Regions from separate parts of the Mus musculus genome. Here region 1 is linked to region 2. A link is a contact called in public HiChIP or PLAC-seq data. All regions are on one chromosome and are shown on one strand. Each heading gives the region's core, a stretch centred on a gene start, on an enhancer-like site or on the middle of the called end of the contact. The rest is flanking DNA. Distances are from core to core; before and after follow the strand shown. Region 1 overlaps Pik3r5 (phosphoinositide-3-kinase regulatory subunit 5). Region 2 overlaps Gm40032 (a long non-coding RNA gene).

Region 1 (4,741 bases), core at 185-2,684, 610 kb after region 2:
CTCTGCAGGGTCCTCCATGTCCTTCTCAAACCTTGCTTTGTAACATGCCTACAGTGTAGATGCACATTCTTGTTTGGGGTCCTGGCTTCCATCTGTACTTAAGGCCCAGGAAGTCCCACTGGCTCCTTTACATGCCCTTTCTCCCACTCCCCCCACCATCCCCTGTGACACCACATGCCTGCATGACATGGCTTTGGTTTTCAGTGTTCTTTCCTCTCACGTCTCAGCCTCTTGGAAATCTGCTTCCTCAAAACCTCTGCACCTAGCATTGTCTTCGGTGAGTACTACAAGGTCTAGGGTGATGTGGTCATGTCCTCCCTGTTTGCCTCTCACTTCTGTTTTGTAAAAGCTTGCTCTGTGGTCAGAATCAAAGACAGCAGTTTCCACCATTTTCTGTGATCTTCCAGGAGATGAGAGAAGCAGGAAGCATGACAGTTTAACTTTGGTTTAAAGGTCTAATGCCATTCTGCTATACCTTCCAATTCAACTGAAGTCCTTGCCATCCCCAGACCTCAGCTCTGGCCTTATGACTCAGGGAAGAAAAGTAGTGTCTCATTTCTAATGTGTTTCTACCTTCTGTGTCTTCGTTTGGACTTCTTTGCCATTTTACCCATCCATCTACCCATCCATCCATCCATCCATCCATCTACCCATCCATCCATCCATCCATCCATCTACCCATCCATCCATCCATCCATCAAATATGCCAGGCACTATTCTAAGAGTACCTGGTAATGGCATTCTTTTTTAAATCAAGAATTTGTTTATTTTTGTTTCATGCATGCAAATGTTTGCCTGCATGCATGTATGTGCACCATGCACATGAAATGATCAAAGAGGCCAGAAGAAGGCATCAGATCCCCAGAAATTGGAGTTGCAAATAGTTGTGAGCCTCCACATAGGTGCTGGAACTGACCTTGGCAAGAAAAGCCAGTGCTTTTTAAACCACTGAGCCATCTCTCCAGCCCCTGGTGCTTACATTCTTTGTTTTTGTTTTTTGTTTTGTTTTTTCAAGACAGGGTTTCTCTGTATAGCCCTGGCTGCCCTGGAACTCACTTTGTAGACCAGGCTGGCCTCGAATTCAGAAATCCACCTGCCTCTGCCTCCTGAGTGCTGGGATTAAAGGCGTTCGCCACCATGCCCGGCTGATTGTTACAACGTGGTAACATCCACATGGGCAGGAGCAGAGCTCAATGTTTGCGATGAACAGTGAGTATATTAGTCATCTTTGAGTCTACCACAGCGTCAAGCATTGTTCTCGTGGCTGTATCTGCTGGATAAGAAAGGGTTTTGCTTGAGTAGGTGAGCATAGGATGGACAGTCTCTAAGGGCTCGCTTACCCCTGGCTTGCTGTGACTTAGTTGCCTAGTACACATCGCCGTGGCTTTCTGAGTTTCCTCACAAACTTTTCTGAACACGTGGCTCAGCAGCTTCTTGTCACATGGCCTGGTCTCTGTCATGATGATGCCTGGTGTGTGTGTTCCACTGCCCCAAAATGTAGCGCTGCAGAATGTCAGCCAGTTCGTGGATTCTGGGTGTGTCAGGAGTTTGACTTGGTGAAGTGGGGTGGTGTCTCTGTGCCAGTGATGTGTTCAGCACTTGGAGAAGCCTCAGCTGGGAAGATAGAAACATCTGGAAAACAGAACTGTGGATCCAGGTGCCCACAGATTCTCCTCTAGGTTTTTTGGGCTTCCTCACATCAAGGCAAATTCTAAGTACAAAAGGAAACAGTCACTGCCTTGCCATTTATGACCCAGCCTTAGAAGCTGAAGCAGGCTGCTTCCATTGTAATTCACTGGTTGTCATAGTCATTGGCCTGCCTCGGTTTAAGGACAGAGAAGTTAGAATCCACTTCTTGAGGAACTAGAGTCTAAGGGACTTTAGAGACACCATTATGGACATCTTTGAGTACTATGATGTTATCAAATACCTTCTATTTTCTTGTTTTGCTTTGCTTTGCTTTGCTTTGCTTTGCTTTGCTTTGCTTTGCTTTGCTTTGCTTTGTTTTGTTTTGCTTTTGGAAAGCAGGTCTTTCTACATAGACAAGACCAGTCTGGAACTTGCTATGTAGCCCAGGCTGGCCTCAAACTCACCATCCTTCCACCTCAGCTTCCTGGGCTTGCAGCCATGTATCATCATGCCCATCTCTACGTTGTTTTCCTGTGGTGAGTTTTCAGGGACTTTTCCCTTTCTTCTGCTGCCAACAAGAGTGTCTCGAACTCCTTTTGAGTCAGTCATGGAGTCTCCTGGCTGAAGGAGGACAGTCAGGAGCCAGATGGAGGAGCATAGCTTTGGAGTTGGTGTCTTGTCCCCAGGAGCAGCATGTGGACCAGGGGTAAAGCAGACCTGTTCGTTTGTCAGGGGAAATTCCCATGGAGCTGGCGTCTGACTACACATTGTGTAGAGTGACTAGTTACCAGCAAACCCAATAAGCCCTGGCTGTGCCCGCTGAATAGGTAAGGGCCTGAGCCTGCCTGGGTGGGTAGTGTGCGTTCCTACCCTCCTTTCAAGGTGAGGGAAGAGGGGGACAAGTCAGGCCTTGGAAGAGAAAGGCTTGCTGGCTTCCTGGACTGTTCCATGGCATAGCTGCCTGCATCCTAGCCCTAAACCCTTTCTTGGGAAGAAGAGATTTTTCTGTACTCTTCCTGTTGCAAGCTTATTCATTTGCTGGGGATTCCATAGACATGCATTTGTTAACCTCTTACAGTGTAAGGGACCAGTGTCTATGTGAGGTCCCTGGACATAATGGGTTGCAGGCATGTGTTGAATAACATTTCCATTGATAATGAAATGGATAGACCATGGTAGTCCTTCACCGTTATAATGAAGTTGACATTTTTCTATTGCCTAGTGATGTGGCTGTCCCAGAGCTGGAGCATACCCCATTACTCCCTGGTTTGTGATGATGCTGGTGTACTACTAATCATGTGAAGGGCAAAGTGCGTAACTATGTAAGGGGTAATACCTCCATAATGACAATAAGTGATCTGTGTCACTATTCCTGGCTTATGAATTGACTATAGTCTACTTTTAAATATTAGCTTGGAGTATCTTCCTTCTACCTACAAAAAATATTGACTATCAGACAGCATGCCGTATCACACCAGAGGTAGCCTCCTGTGCTCTCTCCCCACATTAGTGTCCTGTGGTGTCTGCATGGCTACCAAATTGTCGAGTGGTGCATTCCCCACACCATAGCCTAAGGATGTGCTTTCCCTGTTGAAAGTAACGTATGACCACATTCAAGTCATGATATGCACAGCCTGCAGCTCAGTTTCATGTGGCTCAGCAAGGTGCATGTGTCTATGTGTGTAGCGTGGTCATTAGATTCCCCCCAGTTAAGGTACCTGCCAAATAGGAATAAGGCAGAAAGGACAAGACGTCGAAATGCCCTCCTTTCCTCTTTCTGCAGCTCCCTGCCTACATCCTGCCTCTGTCGTGCCTCTTTGGGGGTACAGGTACAGGAGGACAGAGCTGGGCAGCAGGCTGGACTTGCTTAGATGTGGATTGCCTGTAGCCTGAGTGAGCAAAGTGGAATCCTCGGCTTGGCAGGACCCCACAGGGAAGGTGACATTTTTCCAGGGCCCGGAGCGTCAAAGTGTGCATGAAGAGTAATGTGGGGTTTTGATGGTAGAACAGCAAGAGATGGATGTGGAAGGGCTCTGCTGGAGACAAGCAGCTTACTGAAGGGGTTCAGGCAGAAGGCAGCAGGCACGCTTTCTTGGGGGAAGCCAAGAGAGAAGGCTGGAGGTTGATCTTCAGCCCCAGACCAGGGCCTGATCATCCATCCCTCCAAGGACTGCACTTGGGAGCCTTGTAAACCTCTGTGAGAACAGACAGACAGACAGTGAGGCTGGGGATTGGGTAGGATGGGACCCCTTGTGGGAAGCTTCCTGAGTGACCTTGCTTCTGCTTAATTTATCTGCTTCCTGTTGCCAAGGAAACCCAGCTCCAGTGGTCTTTCCTGGAGCCCTTACACCATCTTACTAGAAATTCCCAGGGAATGTAGTTTGGCCTGGGGGTGGGGGGACTCCCCCACGTAGCCCTCCCCAGACGCTTCTCTGAGAATGGAGATCTTTCTGTTTCTTTATCTTAAGGCTGACACGGGAAGGTAATGTGACGAATGTGACTGGACGGGATTTGAAGCAGCTGTGGGAGGAACAGGCAGATAGTAATGGGTTGAAGCCTGCCGAGCTGGCTGTGGCAGGGAGTCCCCTGGCCCTGCTCCTCAAGCTGCAGAGTCTTGAGGTGTTCTGACACATCCTGTGCCCCAGCCCACCGCTGGCTGCTCTCGAAGCACGGGCCAGATGTGCAAATTCTGCGGCTGGGCCGGGGCCAGGGCAGTACAGCTTGCTTTTCTTGGAAATCATCAGTGATTTGTTAGAAAAACAGGAAACCCTGGGGCTGCCGGTGTGCATCTTGACTTTTCTGTTTTTGTTTTTTGAGTTCCTTTTATCTATGTTAGGCCCAGGTTGCCATGCAGCCCAGCCCCGCAATGCTGTCTCTTAGCAATCGTTGCCTGCCCACCTTCCTCTTTTCTTCTTCCTTGGGCTTCTGCAGCCTCGTCCTTTAGTCCCAGGGACTGATACAGAGACAGGTCAGATGAGATAACCATGGAAACATGATGATGGATATCAAGTTAGACCACTTCTTCTGTAAGGTCTGGAGTAGGCACCTGAGTGTGCCTCCCTCTGCCTCAGCCCCAGATCTATTCACCCACCCGTTGACTGTGGTTGGGCTA
Region 2 (4,621 bases), core at 905-3,404:
GCTATGGATGTGACTCATTGAGCTTGGCTTTCCAAACTGGGTAGCAGTAATCGTTAATTTGTAACAAAGGAATATTTCAAAAGGAGACTTTTGCCCTGTTACTGGCAAAAGTGTTACCTGTCTTTTTTTGGCTTTTCTGAACTAGAACCTCAAGCTGGCTACAAACTCACTATGTAGATAAAGATGGCCTTGAACTGATTCCTCACCTTCTGACAAATTCTGGGATTAAAGCATGGGCCACCAAACACAGCTACCCTGTCACTTTCTTACTCTGAGAGTGCTAGCACATTATGTAATTCCAGCACAGAGGGAGAAAACTGGGCAAGAAGGAATTTTATGACTTCAAGACTACCTTGGGCCACAGTGTGAAACCTTATCTCAAAACAAACAAAAGGAGCTTGAGAGATGACTCATCAGTTAAGAGCACTGGCTGCTCTTCCAGAGGTCCTGAGTTCCATTCCCAGCAACCACATGGTGGCTCACAACCATCTGTAATGGGATCCGATGCCCTCTTCTGGTGCATCTGAAGACAGCTACAGTATACTCATACACATAATATGAATAAATCTTTTTTTAAGGGCCATTTGAGTTACGTGAGCTTCTAAGCTTCCATCCACCTGCTTCCTCCTTAGAAAGTATATCTTTTTATCTAATAAACTATCCTTACTGCTACATCCACACATCTGTCTAATTCCTTGTTCTGGACCACAAGAACCTAGAAATCCCAGTAATTGGCCACCAAACCTGTTCTCAGCTGGCCGGGGGGGGGGGGTGTGTGTGTGTGTGTGTAATATGCCAATGTTTCTAACCTCTCACACTTTCTACTGCATATGTGCTAGAGAAAAGCCACACCAAACTGCAGACACAGGTGGGAGGAGAAAGAGGAGACGAGGGTTGGGGGTTGGGGGGAGGAGAAGGAGGGAGAGAATGAGTAGGAGAAGGAGAAGGAAGGGGAGGAGGAGAAGAAGGAGAAGGAAAACGAGGGGGAAGAGAAAGAGGAGGAGGAGGAGGAGGAGGAGGAGGAGGAGGAGGAGGAGGAGGAGGAGGAGGAGGAGGAAGAAGAAGAAGAAGAAGAAGAAGAAGAAGAAGAAGAAGAAGAAGAAGAAGAAGAAGAAGAAGAAGAAGAAGAAGAAGAGAAATAATTATTAACTGGAGGACCTGAATATAGATCACAGCATCAATATTAAAGCTGTGCATGGCGGCCCTACCCATGCCTGCAACCCCAGCATTTAGGGATGCAGAAATAGGAGAATAGTGAGGGCTTGCTGGTTGCCAACCTAGCTGAAAAATGTCTCTGAGGCACAAGGTAAAGTATGATAGAGGTATCCTGGTGTCCTCCTCTGGCCTCAGTATGAGTCTGGACACACAAGGGAAATCAGGTATTGATTTTACTTCTTCTATATGAACAATTGAATACTTTGACAGTCTGAGATCCTTAGTTGTATCTGTATACCTTGCCTTCTCTCTGTGTACTTATTCTGCATAATGTTAATCACCAAAGATATGAGGCAAAGCAATACATAAGCAAGATTCATGTTTCTGATAACTGTTACTACTATGGTGGTGGTAATACCAGTCAAACACTTTTAGGAGAACAAGTCGAAGGGACTCACTTAAAGTAATTTGCATAGGAGAGGAAGACCTTCTATGCAGGAATAAGTATGTAGTGGCAAAGCAGATATGCACATGAGTATCTAAGAGGCCCATCCTGCATACAGACTCTCAGAAATGTGGGAAAGGCACATTGTAGAAATCTGCAATGAGAGCCTTGGGGGGGGGGGGGGGGTTAGGACATTTTCAATAATACTGTACTTGTATCCCAGGTCAGTAAAGCCTTAGGAAACTGAAGTTACCCTACAGCTCTATTGCTTTGATGAGGTACCACAACCAAGGCTACTTATAGAAGAAAGTTTAATTGGGGTCTTACTTACAGTTTTAGGGGCTACTTCATGATCATCATGGTGGGAAGCAACAGGCTTGGCACTGGAGCAGTAGTTAAAAGCTTTACAACCTGATGTGCAAGACAGACAGGCAGACAGACAGAGACATAGACAGAGAGACACAGACAGAGAGAGACTGGGCCTAACATGGGCTTTTGAAACCTCAACGCCCACTCCCAGTGACACACTTCCTCCAACAAGGCCACATTTCCTAATTGCTCCCCAAACAGTAGCACTCCCTGGTGACTAAGCATTGAAATATATGAGTCTATAAGGGCCATTCTCCTCCAAGCCACCAAATCCTAGCAATTCATTTTTACTTCTACTGCAGTGGAGTGGTGTTGCCCATGCATTTAATTTATATGCATACAATTATGATAAATCAATTATCAGAGATTAGCAGATAAATATTCTAAAAGAACTGATGGGTGTCTCTACTTCAGTTCCTGCCTCCTGACTTTCTTCGATGACGATCTGTGACAAGGAAACCTGTGTAAGCAAAGTAGATCCTTTCCTGCCCAAAGCTTTCAGTCGTGCTGTCCATCATGGCAATGGAAACCCTGACTAACACAGTCCTGATCATTGTTTTGCCGCGTGCATTAAGAACTTAAGGAGGTCATCTCAGAAAGCCAAGTTAGTCACGGCAACTACAAAGACATCCTTAAAGGAAAAGACACTAAATGTCACTAAGAAGTCTGAATCGAGGGAGGGCTAGAAGAACCAATAGGGCACTGTCTTCAGGATTCTGTAGTTATGTAAAAGTGGGTACTCTGACATTAAAGTGTAACATAGCTGACATCAAGGCCAATTCTGTCTTCCCAACATGTTCCCCACATAAGATGCAATGCCACTATACAGACACTAAAGAAACAAAATCTTCCCAGGATGCTATACACGTATTTTCAAGGTAGACTATTTCAATTTGAACAAGTCCTGTGTGAGATGCAGCACAATTTCCTGATGGAGTGGCGAGACTTACTGGAAATCTTTTTGAACCAGGATTCCTGGTGTCCCTGACTCAGCAACTTTCTAGAGAAAATGAGCACTAAGTCTGCCTTCTACTCAAATCCTTCATTTTAATGGTATCTTTATGACTGGGCCGTCTGACCATAAATGTTAAAGATGACCCAGAACCTTGGACTTCTCCTAAAAATTGCACGCTAAGTCCTTGCTTGTATGCTCATCTCTACTCATTGCTACTCTAAGATTTGACCAAAATGAGAAATTTGACCTCTAAGGATCAGCATTGCTGTTTTAATGTACGCCGAAATCTGGAAATTTAAGGCCCATCTGGCTCTCTGTTAAAGAGTCTGAGACTGCAATACTGTTGAGATTAGGTCCACTGGAGCCCAAAGCTGCAGATGCCATGACAACCCACTCATTCAGTCAACAGAGGATTTCTAAGTGCCTGCTCCACCTGGACTCTTGGAGACCTCTTGATCACAGACCACACTTACAAGGAGATAAGCAATGAAGAGAAGCCCAGAGAATAAAGAGTGGAGTTGTGAGCTCTACATCTGCAGATGCAACCAGCCATGGATGGAAGACACTTTAAAAATAAATATCCTTGCCATCATCCCCTCAGCAATTCGGTATAACAGGTACATTTTTTAAAAGATGTGTTGACTTTTGTGTGCATGGATGTTTTTGCCTGCATGTATGGATGTGTACTATGTGCATGCCTGGTGCTCAAGGAAGCCAGAGGAAGATGTCAGATCTCCAGGAGCTGTGGATGGTTGTGAACCATCCTGTGGATGCTGAGAACTATACCTGGATCCTTGGCAAGTGCTGATAACCACTCAGCAATCTCTCCAGCCCCTATTAGAAATATTTACATTGTAGCGAGTATTTGAGATGCAACTTGGGTTACCTGCCAGTAATTATAGACGCTGTTTATGAGGAATATGAGCGTCCTGGAACTTTGGTACCTGATGGAGTTCATAAAGCTGGTCTCTGATGGGTTCTGAGGGACAACTGAGCTCTGGGGAAATGGAAAGGGATTCAGCCCAGGTACTCAGGAGGCACTTTTATAAGCAGTGATGTGAGAATTTTCCCAGATGGTGGAGAAAAGTCAGTGCCATGAAGGAAAGGGAACCCAAGTATAGGAACAAAGGCCAGCATGGTAGAACCCCAAATATGTTATAGCATAGGAGATGTTTACTGGTCTTCACAGGCTATGAGAGGGGGGGGAATATAGAACAGAAGACGTGAGATCTGTCTAGGACAGACTTGATTCATGTAGACCAGAGCAACACTCACATTGATGGAGAATGCGGTTGACTCTTAGACATCCACATCTGGGCTAGAATGCATTTTACTCCCTTTTGCCCTTGGCTTTGAACACAGTGCTCACTGTGAATCTGTTTAGCTTACTGCAATGCCTCACTTTTTTTTTTTTTTGAGGACTTCCCATTTGTACATGGGTCATTTTGCTCAGGAGATGAGCTTATATTTCTTGTCTGGGTGCTCCTCACCCCTAATTAACACATTGCGTGTTCATAAAAATCAAAGACCTTTAGAAAATCAAAGGCTTTTAGAAATACCAACAGTGGCCAGGTTTGGTGGCACATGTCTACAACCCTTGCACTCTGGAGACAGAGGGGATAGGATCATGAATTGGAGGACAGCCCAGGTTACAAAGAAAGACACACACACACACACACACACACACACACACGCGC

What was found. HiChIP or PLAC-seq counts read pairs in DNA pulled down with a chosen protein or histone mark.
Region 1: a FOXA1 HiChIP or PLAC-seq map of pancreatic cancer cells shows a contact between it and region 2. The contact joins two enhancer-like sites. A contact is called at or near these places in 10 of 39 promoter capture datasets (the HPC-7 cell line, HPC-7-derived erythroid cells, cranial neural crest and 5 more) and 1 of 115 datasets of contacts at active chromatin or transcription factors (pancreatic cancer cells).

The regions. Positions count from the first base shown.
Region 1 is chr11:68,447,112-68,451,852 of GRCm38.p6, forward strand. The region is part of intron 1 of Pik3r5 (phosphoinositide-3-kinase regulatory subunit 5); the gene reads left to right. Among named protein-coding and RNA genes, the nearest start is that of Pik3r5, 17 kb to the left of the region's middle. Within about 2 kb of position 1,435, at least 42 of the 459 cell types and tissues checked have an H3K27ac peak or open chromatin away from gene starts, as enhancers often do. A contact at or near this core is called in pancreatic cancer cells, where this site is marked.
Region 2 is chr11:67,837,872-67,842,492 of GRCm38.p6, forward strand. All of the region lies in intron 1 of Gm40032 (a long non-coding RNA gene), which reads right to left. Among named protein-coding and RNA genes, the nearest start is that of Gm40032, 4.3 kb to the right of the region's middle. Within about 2 kb of position 2,155, at least 3 of the 459 cell types and tissues checked have an H3K27ac peak or open chromatin away from gene starts, as enhancers often do. A contact at or near this core is called in pancreatic cancer cells, where this site is marked.